2 separate regions of the Mus musculus genome follow, and region 2 is linked to region 1. A link is a contact called in public promoter capture Hi-C data. All regions are on one chromosome and are shown on one strand. The core of a region is the stretch at or near the end of the contact, and the rest is flanking DNA. Distances in the headings are between cores, read along the strand shown. Region 1 holds the start of Rpsa (ribosomal protein SA). Region 2 holds the start of Wdr48 (WD repeat domain 48).

Region 1 (5,912 bases), core at 2,210-4,709:
TATTACTTTTTAAAATAAAGACATCACCAGGGTGGAGACTGTCTGTGACAGAACCAAAACAGAACAAAAAACCAAGATAGGCATTAGTTTTGTTCCTAGGCTGCCTCCTGTAGGCCCCGAGAACGAATGGGACAGTCTTTCCCAGGCTTCATCTCTGCTGTTCTCACACTTTCCATAATTAAAGTTCAAACAAACACAGTAGAGCACTCTGATTGACAGCAGTCTGAAAAACAGAAACTATAGCAGAGGGGGCTGGAGAGATGGCTCAGCGGTTAAGAGCCCTGGCTGCTCTTCCAGAAGTCCTGAGTCCAATTCCCACCAACCACATAGTGGCTCACAACCATCTGTAATGAGATCCAATGCCCTCTTCTGGTGTGTCTGAAGACAGCAAGGGTGTATCACATGCATAAAATAAATAGGACAGAGACGGAGTTTGGAGCTGAGATGAAAGGATGGACCATGTAGAGACTGCCATAGCCAGGGATCCACCCCATAATCAGCATCCAAACGCTGACACCATTGCATACACTAGCAAGATTTTATTGAAAGGACGCAGATGTAGCTGTCTCTTGTGAGACTATGCCGGGGCCCAGCAAACACAGAAGTGGATGCTCACAGTCAGCTAATGGATGGATCATAGGGCTCCCAATGGAGGAGCTAGAGAAAGTAGCCAAGGAGCTAAAGGGATCTGCAACCCTATAGGTGGAACAACATTATGAGCTAACCAGTACCCCGGAGCTCTTGACTCTAGCTGCATATATATCAAAAGATGGCCTAGTCGGCCATCACTGGAAAGAGAGGCCCATTGGACTTGCAAACTTTATATGCCCCAGTACAGGGGAATTCCAGGGCCAAAAAGGGGGAGTGGGTGGGCAGGGGAGTGGGGGTGGGTGGATATGGGGGACTTTTGGTATAGCATTGGAAATGTAAATGAGTTAAATACCTAATAAAAAATGGAAAAAAAAAAAATAAATAGGAACAGACCATTAATCCCAGCACTTGAGAGATAGGCAGGTAGGACTCAAGAGTTACAGGTCAGCCAGGGAGGGCTACCCGATCAAGCCCTGGATTTATTTATACATATAAAAAAGTTCTGGTTGGTAAGCCTTACTAGTATGTCTTACTCCCTGAGACTAGCAAAGCAGCTCTAAGGTGACTTAAGTTTTCACCTGCCAAGTAAGTCCTTTTTTTTTTTTTTGGGAAAACTTAACTTTTAAAAACAGCTTTGGAAACTGAGCATGGTGGCACACGCCTTTAATCCCAGCACCCAGCAGGCAGAGGTAGGAAGATCTCTGAGTTCAAGGCTAGCCTGTTAGACAGAGCAAGTTCTAGGACAGCTAGGGCTACACAGAGAAAACCATGTCTCAAAAACTGAAGGAAAAACAAAAGTGCCTTGAGATTATGAATTCAAAGAGGCTTCCTACTTGCTTGAAGCCCACTGCTTGGTGGTTTGGGGCTGGATGTTCGGCTGAGTGTCATGCTAATTCATGCAAGGTTCTGGTGGGTTCATTTGCATTAGCAATAGAGCAAACAGGAACACCGGTCCTCAGGCTTGGCATTCCCTCACTGGGAGTCAGAGGCAGAAGAGCTGGAAGCTCAGTCATCCTCCACTTGTGAGACCCTGTTTAAAAGTGCAGCCATGACCCTATAAACTAGTTTTAGAACATTTCCACCCCCGACCTCCAGTAAGCTCTTATACCTACTTATAATCTTCATTCCCAGACCTACCACTCACTTTCTATTGTCATTTTTTTCTAATTAAATAATAAATGCTTTTATTTCTCCAATAACTTTTAAAATGTGAACATTCTGTCATTTAACCAGTTTTTACTTGCAAGTAACTTCATTGGGCCTTAGTTCCCTTTGAAATAGCATGCTCTTATTCCTGAAGGCAGTTAGCTTTTTTTTGTTGTTTTGGTTTTTTTTCGAGACAGGGTTTCTATGTGTAGTCCTGGGTGTCCTGGAATTCACTCTGTAAACCAGGCTGGCCTCGAACTCAGAAATCTGCCTGCTCCTGCCTCCTAAGTGCTAGGATTAAAGGCGTGCAATACCACGGCCCAGCAGCAGTTAGCTTTTCACCATCCTTTCTGTCTAGATAATACCCAAAGACAAATCCTACAGGGACAAGTATATGAACCCAGTGCTCACTTCTAAGCTGAAATAAGGTCATCTTGACTGCTTCAGCCTGGTACCAAGCGTGACCAAGGACAGCCGCAGGGAGCTAGGCCACTCTATTTTTTCTTTTTTTTAAAGACAGGGTTTCTCTGTGTAGCTTTGGCTGTCCTGGAACTCATTTTTGTAGATTAGACTAGCTTTCAACTCGTAGAGATCTGCTTGCCTCTGTCTCCTGAGTGCTGGCTAGGATTACAGGCATAGGCCACCACTACCTGACCTGAACATACCACTTAATAGATTTTAGAATATTCTGTTTTACTTAACAAGATATCTTGATACACATTCACGATGTGGCAAGTTAAATGCTTTGTTCTTTTTAGTTTTACCGTTTTATATTTATTTTTGAGACAGAGTATGACTATAGCTTCAAATTCATGGTCCTCTTGCCCCAGCAAGAACTGAAGAAACCCAGAGCCTTTCGATGTTAGTACTCTACCACGGAGCTGCACCCACACTCCTCTGGGTTTTTGATCTATTATTTTTGTTGTATGCATATATGGTTATCCTTCAGTATCTGTGGGATTTGTTCCAGAACCACCTATGGATGCCAAACCCATAGATGCTCAAGTCCCTAATATAAAATGGTCTGAGCTGGGCGTGGTGGCACACGCCTTTATTTAGCCCCGGCACTCCGGAGGCAGAGGCGGGCGGATTTCTGAGTTCGAGGCCAGCCTGGTCAATAAAGTGAGTTCCGGGACAGCCAGGGCTGTACAGAGAAACCCTGTCTCGAAAAACAAAACAAAACAAAAATAGTCTGGTATTTTCTAATAACCACAACCCTCCCACAGACTCCAAGTCATCTCTAGATTACTTGAGACATGGAATACAGTAATAAACGCTTTGTAAATAGATGACGCATCCAAATTTCTCCCTGCTCCCTTCAACACTTTTGTAATATCTTACTGGGTAACTACTATTTTGTAGTTCTCAAATGTAGGAAGGAGCCAGTACCAGAGGGGCAGGCGGGTGTGTGCTCCTGGAGTTAATCCTGACATAGGTGGCCCAGCTTGAAGCCTATTCGTCACTCAGCGGACCAAAAGCTACGGACTTTCCACGCTCGCTCCCCCCCCCCCACTCCCCCCCCTCGCCCCAGCTACTTCCGGCCTGGGGTCTGTGCAGCGACTGCAGCCGCGCAGGCGCGGGCCACTTTAACTTCCGCTCCGCGCGCGCTACAGCGGGCCCACTCACTGAATCTGCGCGTGCGCCAGAGGCTTTTTCCGGAGCGGAAGTTCTCCCTTTTTGCTTAGCCTGCTTTGCCATTGGCTGGCTGTGGGTTATTTAAGGACGTCATTTCCGGCCGCCCGTCCTTTCGCGCTACCCGGGGACGGGTCCATACGGCGTTGTTCTTGGTGAGTCTCACGTGGAGCCCTCGGCGTCTCCGGACGCCGCGGGACGCGCGCTTACTAGCTTCCCGCGCCATGGGTGGGCGCGGAGGGCGCCGAGGCTGCGTGTGCCGGGGCGGCTTGGCTCCTGGCGGCAGCGCCACGTGCTGGCCCGCAGTTAGGTGGGGCGGGCGCCACTGCGGGGCCCTTCTGCGGTTCGCGCCACGCTCGAGGGCCCTGTCGGCAAGATGCTGGGAAAAGTGCTTGTGAGGCGCATGGAGATGGGACGGGAACTGCCGGCCAGTCTCGAAATACAACTCCCGAAGCACCCCGATCATGGCCGCCTTTGCGCAACTCTCGGTGCAAAGAAGCAGCTATACTTAAGTAGCTATCCTGTAGTCAGTGTGCCTGCGGAGGCGCTAACTTCAACTGTCCAGTTTTTCTATATGTGCTCTGCTGACAAAGTCACTTTCCTTAGTGACTAGGTGGCCAGAAAAATCGAAAGGCAAGGAGGAATAAGAACACAACCCATTTCAGCTCAGATGATGTGCTGCGCCTAGTGGCATACGCCTTTAGTCCCCCTCTCAGGAGGCAGGGCAATCTTGTGAGTTCTAGTGTCAGAAGAAAAAAGATGAATTTTATTCCTTTTTTAGATTCCCATCGTAACTTAAAGGGAAACTTACACAATGTCCGGAGCCCTTGACGTCCTGCAGATGAAGGAGGAGGATGTCCTCAAATTCCTTGCTGCGGGAACCCACTTAGGTGGCACCAACCTTGACTTTCAGATGGAGCAGTACATCTACAAAAGGAAAAGTGACGGTCAGTTGCCACCTGTGATAGTCAGTTCCTGACTATGGTGCTCTAATGGGTATAGTGCCTGGTAACTGAATGGTTGGTGTTGGAGTGCTACTCTGGCTTGTGATGTAACTAAGAGGATGTGTGGGAAGGGGCCAGAGGTCATGGAGGACTGACTGACCCTGCACACTATTAAAGCTCAGAGTGGAGGCCAGTCTTGGCCAGTGAACTTCTGAGTGTCGGAAGTGTGCTACATTGAATTTATGGCAGGATTTTCGCTAACACCAGTAGAGCTTGCCTCTATGACTGGAGTTTGGTAGTGGTCACTGCCACATGCGTATGCCTTACCTTCCCACAGTGTCCATTCACAAGGCTATGAGGCTAGCAAGCCTGTCTGGGACACCCACTTTAAACTACTTGTTGCTGGGTGTGGTGGTTTCACACCCTTTAATCCTAGTGTTTAGGAGGCAGTCAGGAGTCTGATCAGCCAGGTCTGCAGAGTGACTGCCAGACTTCCTGCCTTGGGAAGCTCCTCAGAGAGTTCCGTTTGCTGGCCTAGGTATCTACATCATAAACCTGAAGAGGACCTGGGAGAAGCTGTTGCTCGCAGCTCGAGCTATTGTTGCCATCGAGAATCCTGCTGACGTCAGCGTCATCTCCTCCAGGAACACTGGCCAGGTTTGTGGCATGCATGTGCTTTTGTTTGGGGGTCAGTAATCGATAGAGTACATTGGGCATACAAAGCAAAGTATCCAACGTGGACAACCCAGGAGGTCACTCTCCCTGGGCTCTGTCCTAGTGGCATAGGGGAGCATAGGCCTTGCCCAGTGACGTACAGTCCCTTTCCACGGCGTTGGAGATGAAGCTGGGCTTTGTGCCCGCGCCTGCATATTCCTACGACTTCTCAGAGTCCTGTGGACAGTGACTGAGGAGGCAAACCATGCAGGAAACAGTGCTGACTCGGTGGCAAACAGAGCTTTGTGTTAGAGGAAATTGGTGCTGACTTAAGGGAAAGGCAACGTCAGACACAAACAAAATAGCCAAGTTAAGTCTTTGTTAACATGTATATCAGTTGATAAAACAATGAGATATGAACTGTTGAGATAGTTTTGGTACGTGGTGGCTTAAAACCATCCATAGTTCTGTTCAAGGAGATCCAATACCAAACCACCATGTGTGGGGGTGATATACTTTTGTACATTGCAGGATAACCACTCCTAAATTAACTAAAGAACTATCCACAAACAGAGGAGGGGGGGTGATGAGCTTGCTCTGTGTTCGGATAAATTTGTCAGGTGTTTGCTGAGTACCTGTAACTGTCCTTTGGGGGGCTTGGGCATGTGAGAAACTTGAGTCAGGTGCCTCACACTAAGGCATCATGCAGGTGTTACAGTTAGCCTAAGAATGTGCTTCAGCACAGTACTTTGATGCTTTGGTGTTTGATAGGTGACTAGAAGTGGGTATCAGCAGTTTCCTCGTGAAGCATGCATGATAATGCTGACTCAATCTCCCTTCAAAGCGAGCTGTGCTGAAGTTTGCTGCTGCCACAGGAGCCACTCCGATCGCTGGCCGCTTCACACCTGGGACCTTCACTAACCAGATCCAAGCAGCCTTCAGGGA
Region 2 (5,962 bases), core at 2,609-5,108, 230 kb before region 1:
GAAAAAATGAAACATCATACAATGTTTGACATAGCTTCTCCAGCATCATCTTAGACTTTCTGGAGAAAAACCAACTACCCACAGAGAGTGCAGGGCTGGGGCACTGCATTTACCAAGTGAGCAAAATAACAATCTAACTGACATTTCACAAGGATAGATAGATGTCTCCATGATTAAACTTTTGCTGTTCTTGCAGAGGACCAGGGCTCAGTTCCTAGCACCCATGATAAGCAGCTTACAACTGCCAGTAACTCCACCTCCAGGGGATCAGGTGTTGTGATGGTTTGAATAAAAATGTCCCCCATAGGCTCATATATTTGAAAGCTTAGTCACAGGGAGTGGCATTATTTAGGAAGAATTAGTAGGTGTGGCCTTGTTGGAGGAAGTGTGTCACTGTGGGTGAGCTTTGGGTTTTCAAATGCTCAAGCCAGGCCCAGTGGCTCTCTCTTCCTGCTGCCTGTAGCCCTGGATATAGAACTCTCAGCTCCTTCTCCAGCACCATGTTGGCTTGTGTGCCACCACATTCCCTGCCATGAGGATAATGGACTAAACCTCTGAAACTTTAAGCCAGCCCCAGTTAAATACTTGCTGTTAGAGTTGCCTTGGTCGTGGTATATGTATTCATATATACATACACAAACAAAATAAGTTAAATCAAATTAAAGCAGTACCACAAATGTGCTTTTCATGTAGTGTACAGAAGTTGAACTGGCTGAAGCTTCCACAAATGCTAGTCAAAAACCAAATTGTAGTGGGTATGAATTTTATTTCAGAAACTCAGAAACTCTGAAGTCTCAAGTTTGGATTCATACTACATTACTGAAATTGCTTGTGCAACTTGCTTTGCTTGGTTTGGGGTTTGGGTTTTTGAGACAGGGTTTCTCTGTGTAGCCCTGGCTGTCTTGCAACTCACTCTGTAGTCCAGGCTGGCCTCAAACTCAGAGATCCATCTGCCTCTGCCTCCCAAGTGCTCTGCCTCCCAAGTGCTGAGATTAAAGGCGTGTGCCACCACCACCCAGCCGGTACATCACTCTCCAGTGCAAACCATCTCACAGCCTATCATGCATCATTGTATCTTACTTACTAGAAGACTGTTTTTTATTCTCTGTGAATCTGATAATAGCCAGGATGAGCTTGTACTAAACTATTTAGCTAAATGGGTACTGGAGTGCTATTCTAAAACAAACAAACAAACAAACAAACAACCCACCAGTGCTAGTTACTTTTCTGTTCTGGAAGAAATTATTTTTGCTTTTGGTTCCAGAGGACTAAGAGTCCTTTGTGGCAGGGATCACGTGATGTACAGCAACATTTTGGCGGGGCCACACCATTTCCCCTAACAGCACTGCCACCAGGACCAAGTGTTCACAAACCTAAGGCTATGGGGACATTGCTCATTGAAATCACCACATCGGCTTTTTTCCTTTTTTTATTTTATGTGTATTTCGCCTGTATGTATATCTACAAATCACATATGTGCAGTAGCTGAGCATGCCAGAAGAGGGTGTTGGACCCCCAGGGACTAAAGTTATAGACAGCTGTGAGCTGCCATGTGGGTGCTAGGAACTAAACCAGTGCTGTTAACCTCTGAGCCATCTTTCCAGCTCCCCATCACACCATTTTTTAAATATCCAAACTACACACTAATCTCTTATAGAAAGTGGTTGCTGTAAACCAAGGCTCTGCCTGGTTTTGTACTTTTATTTTACTATGTGTTTATTTGTTATGAACCTGGGCCTGAAGTGTACTAACTAGTTACCACTGATCTACATCAGCGGCCCATCTCATTCTGAGAGGCAGTAATTTTTATTGTGAGCTTACTACCCGTCAAGCATGCTAAACACTATATGACCATTTTAACACAGTGTCTTTCATTTACCCTTAGGCAATTTCATATGTGTAAACAATACACCTTGGCCATGTGCAACCCCCAACTCAGCTCTTCTTTTATCCCCAAGAAACCCCTCCTACTCCCTCCAGGAACCCCTATGTCCTTCCCCAACTCCTCTAGGAACCCTCCACACATCTTACCCTCATGTCCTCTCCTTTTCAGTGTTAAGAACCCAGAGTTCATTCAGTGCCGCGTGTTGGAATATTTACAGGTCTTCTGCAGATAACCATAGCAGCACATGGGGCAATGGCTGTACCATCTGAAAGACAGTATTCCACAGGCTCTGCCCATTTCTCAGCTCTTACATCCTTTCTGCCATTTTTTTTTCAGAGTTCCCCGAGACACCCAACAGTCACTTAGTCTCAGCATTTTCAGTCTCTGCATCAACTGCTGCTTGCTACAGAAAGTGCCTCTGGCTGTGGCTGAGGACAGTACGGATTTGTGGATATACATATAAATTTCTAGAAAGAAGTCTGATAACATGTAATTTAGCAAAACCACAGTAACAGGTTCCTCCCTGTGGCCGTGATGCCCCGAGCCATGGGATTTACAGGACCAGGTTACAGTACCAAGCTGGAATTCCTTCCAGTAGAACAGACCTCAAATCCAAAAGTAATTGGTTGCCCTCATAACCCTACAGCAGCGGGCACATCTTGCCTGGCAAGGTGGTCGGCTGGTTTATCACGGATGCTTCTTTTTCCCTGGCAGGATTCACAGCACCTATGAAAGCCAGTCATCACAGAGAAGCCAGTCATCACAGAGTCATCACAGAGAAGCCAGTCATCACAGAGTCATCACTGACAAGTTTTTGGGTCAGTGCACTTTGATGTCTCTGTGTCCAGCTACCAAAGTATACAGTGTCTCCAGCAATAGTGTCTTACTACTTAGTTTCGGTGGGCAACCAAGTGCAACAGCTATAGCCTGTATTGTTTTAGGGGCTTCTGGGTCTTCCCTGACCATGTCATAGAAAGCTATCCCATGCCTGGCATTGAGATTTTCATCTAATAATGCATGTCTTTTGGGGGGAATCATTTTCCATCCATGCAAGTGTATCTCTTTGAAATTCTGTATTTTAGATTTACTTCTATTTTGGGAGAGTGTTCTACCTGCGTCCGAAAGGGGGCGTGTGGGACTGGAGTTTATTGCAGCTCATGAACTCCCAGGTGAATGCTGGGAACCAAACCCAGGTCCTCTGCAAGTGCTCTCAACTTCTCAGCCATCTCTCCAGCCCCTTTGTATTTTTTAATTAGTTTATAAAGGTAGTGGGTTTCCATAGGGGTTATAGTACTTTGGTCATGTTTTTGCCAAAACGATCATTTAAAATATATTGTCAAGTTAGCAGGGCCTATGCGAACATTATCTCACTTAACATCCTAAGATCCATATTATAGCTGTACAGGCACACGTCTGTAATTCTGAGAGTCTGGGTAAGATCCTGAGGGGGCTGGTGAGATGAATCACTGGATAAAGGTGCCTACTGCCAAGCCTGAGTTAGAATCTCAAGGCCCACATAGTGGAAGAAGAAGACTACCACAAGTTGTCCTCTCCGCTGGTGTTTGAGAACAGCCAGGACTACACAGCGAGACCATGCCTCAAAATAACTAAATGACAACAACATTTTATTATTATTATTTTTAAAACCTATAAATATGGAGTTAGAGACGTGGTCCAGTTGCTAAGCACTGGCTTAAGTGGCTGGGGCACGACTTAAGCACGACTCTCTTGAGCGCTTTCTCTCTGCATGCAGGCGCTGGGACGGCCCTGGGGCTTAGCTGCACAGAGGTAGACCAGTACGGGCCCCCAAGCCCTGGTTCCAAGAGCGTTCCCGCCCACACGCTGCTATTTCTCCGCCAGCGCCTCCCCTCGCAACCAGCCCGGAAAGCCTACGCCCTACCTACCTTCTACCCAACCACAGAGTAGGGCGGGACATCCGCTGGCGCTTCAACTCTCCCGGAAGTGACGTCGGAGTGTCAACATGCAAGATGGCGGCCCATCACCGGCAGAACACAGCCGGGCGGAGGAAAGTGCAGGTATGGCGGCCCGGCTCCGCGGCCTTGGCGACACTGCCGTCGGCTCTGGTACCCCCGCGGGCGGGCGGATGCCTCGGGCCGCGGCTGGCCGGGTTCGACAGCCGGAGGATGGCGGGGCGGGGCGCAGCGGCGCGAGGGGTGGGGCCGGGGCGCCAACGGCCTGAGGTGGCGGCGGGCGGACTGGGCGCGCGGGCCTCGCGAGCGGTCGCGGGGAACCGCCGTCCCGGCGAACCGCCGTCCCGGGACACCGGGCCTGCGGCGGCGCCATGGGCCTGCTGCCCGCTCACCTGCCTCTGCTCTCGGCCGCCTTCCTCCGGAACAGCCGCGACCCGGCGGCGGAGGCCTCGCGGCGCCCGCGGGTGGGTGAGGCCGGGAAGCGAGGGGCCTTGCGGGGGCGTGGCGGGTCCGGGTCGCACGTGGGAGCGCTGTGCTGGAGGAAATGACAGTGTCCCTTCCTTAGCGATGGGCTTTGCCTCCGCCCTCCACCGTCCTCACTATGCATCTTCCGGGCTTCCTTTTTAGTCCTCATCTCCCTAACGTCGGAATCTCCAGTGATGAGCTCGCTGACCCGCACCGTGGGTGCTTTGGGTTTCCCCAAATCACGTTGGTTTGGTGTACGTTTGAGTTTTGCTTGCTGCCTTGTGTGCTGGGGATAAAGCTCGTTTAGCAGAGCCCTTCCTGTCCTGAGCAAGGTTCAAACCCCCTGCTCCACATAAAACCAGGCATGCTTGGTACCCGCCTGTACTTCTAGCGCTGCTTGTGTGTGTGTGTTTCTGTGGTGACGACAGGGGAATCGGAAATTCAAGGTCATCCTCCAGTACCTACCAAGTTTGAGATCAATCAGTCTGGGCTACACGAGACACACTGCCTTAAAAAAAAAAATGCATTCAGTCATTAAAGTGGACTGAGTGCATAGACTTGCCGCACAGAGGAGAAGAGACTAAAAGGGTTTAGCAGTCAGTAAACACTCCACGGATTGAACTCAGTGTTCAGAAGGGAGGGCCAAAGGTGAGTAACCCCAGCATAAGGCTGGAAAGCTGTGGCATTTTCTGAATGAGTGTCCTCTTTATAGTACTGACTTCCATTTGTTGGCCCTGTGTGCTCACTAATGGTTGTTTAATGGTTAGAATTGGGCTGACTGGGAGATGGTCAGTCTGGTGGAAGGCCTGTAGCACAAACATGAGGATCTGAATATCTGCGTCCACGTAAACATCTCTATCCCCTCACTTGAAAAGACGCCTGGCATGTGGGTTGGCACTTGAAATCTCAGCTCTAGGGAGGCAGAAAATGGAGTGTCCCTGAAGCTTGATGGCTGTCTAGTCCTGCTGATTGATAAACTCCAGGTCCCATGAAAGAAACAGGGTGGAGAGTGAGCAATGAGGGAAGGCACCCAGGTCACCCTGTAGCCTCCACATGCATGTGTCCCTATGTGCTTATGCCCCTGTGCACCACACTCACACAGGCGCTCACGCACTCACACGCTCACTAACAAGTAATAAATACTTTACAGGATCAGTGAGGTGACAAGAATGTAAAAATCCCCTAGCTTTCCCTGGGTAGGTGCTGCTTTCCTTCCAAATGGCATTGATGGCACTGAAGTAGCCCCAGCCTCCAGGCCAAGGGGGTGAAAACACTGATTTCAACTAAGTTGTAACTTAGTCCAGTTCCACACACTAGGACGGTGGTTCTTGATAGAGTAAGGATTATCAGTTCGTTCAGTTTGGGGTAAAGACTTAAAAGACATGGGCTTGCAAGATGGCTTGGAGGGGAGGTGTGCTTGCTGCCAAGCCTGAAGACTTGAGTTTGATTCCTGGGACCCACAAAGTGGACAGTGAAAACTGGCTCCAAGTTATCCTTGACTCTGGGGGAATACACCTCAGTGTAGAGCACGTGCCTGCCTCTCACAAGGCTCTGTCCTTAGCATCTTTTAAAAACATTTTTTAAAACAACACACACAACAGAGAAGAGTAGAGAAGAAAATCACATCAGGTGCCAAAAAAGTGTTTAAATAGGCTAGATGTCGGCTGGTGCGTATAGACCT

What was found. Promoter capture Hi-C pulls out the DNA fragments that hold promoters and counts their contacts.
Region 2: a promoter capture Hi-C map of neural stem cells shows a contact between it and region 1. The contact joins the promoter of Wdr48 here to the promoter of Rpsa in region 1. A contact is called at or near these places in 8 of 39 promoter capture datasets (the 3T3-L1 cell line, cranial neural crest, erythroid cells and 4 more), 8 of 484 Hi-C or Micro-C datasets (CD4 T cells, centrocytes, double positive thymocytes and 3 more), 3 of 115 datasets of contacts at active chromatin or transcription factors (the 230-238 cell line, effector CD8 T cells and large pre-B cells) and 3 of 9 other capture datasets (adipose tissue, liver and pancreatic islet).

Annotation. Positions count from the first base shown.
Region 1 is chr9:120,124,307-120,130,218 of GRCm38.p6, forward strand. It overlaps Rpsa (ribosomal protein SA), which reads left to right and starts at 3,460. Exons shown (of 7, transcript NM_011029.4): 1 at 3,460-3,524; 2 at 4,151-4,316; 3 at 4,852-4,970; 4 at 5,812-5,912. The coding sequence starts at 4,184. LOC115485682 (a small nucleolar RNA gene) reads left to right here and starts at 4,474; the gene lies at 4,474-4,629. Slc25a38 (solute carrier family 25, member 38) reads left to right here. Exons shown (of 7, transcript NM_144793.2): 7 at 1-198. It overlaps Gm26448 (a small nucleolar RNA gene), which reads left to right and starts at 5,045; the gene lies at 5,045-5,247.
Region 2 is chr9:119,891,037-119,896,998 of GRCm38.p6, forward strand. Wdr48 (WD repeat domain 48) reads left to right here and starts at 3,859. Exons shown (of 19, transcript NM_026236.3): 1 at 3,859-3,921. The coding sequence starts at 3,874. Gm2449 (a long non-coding RNA gene) reads right to left here and starts at 3,876. Exons shown (of 7, transcript XR_871350.2): 1 at 3,790-3,876; 2 at 2,491-2,611; 3 at 2,032-2,150.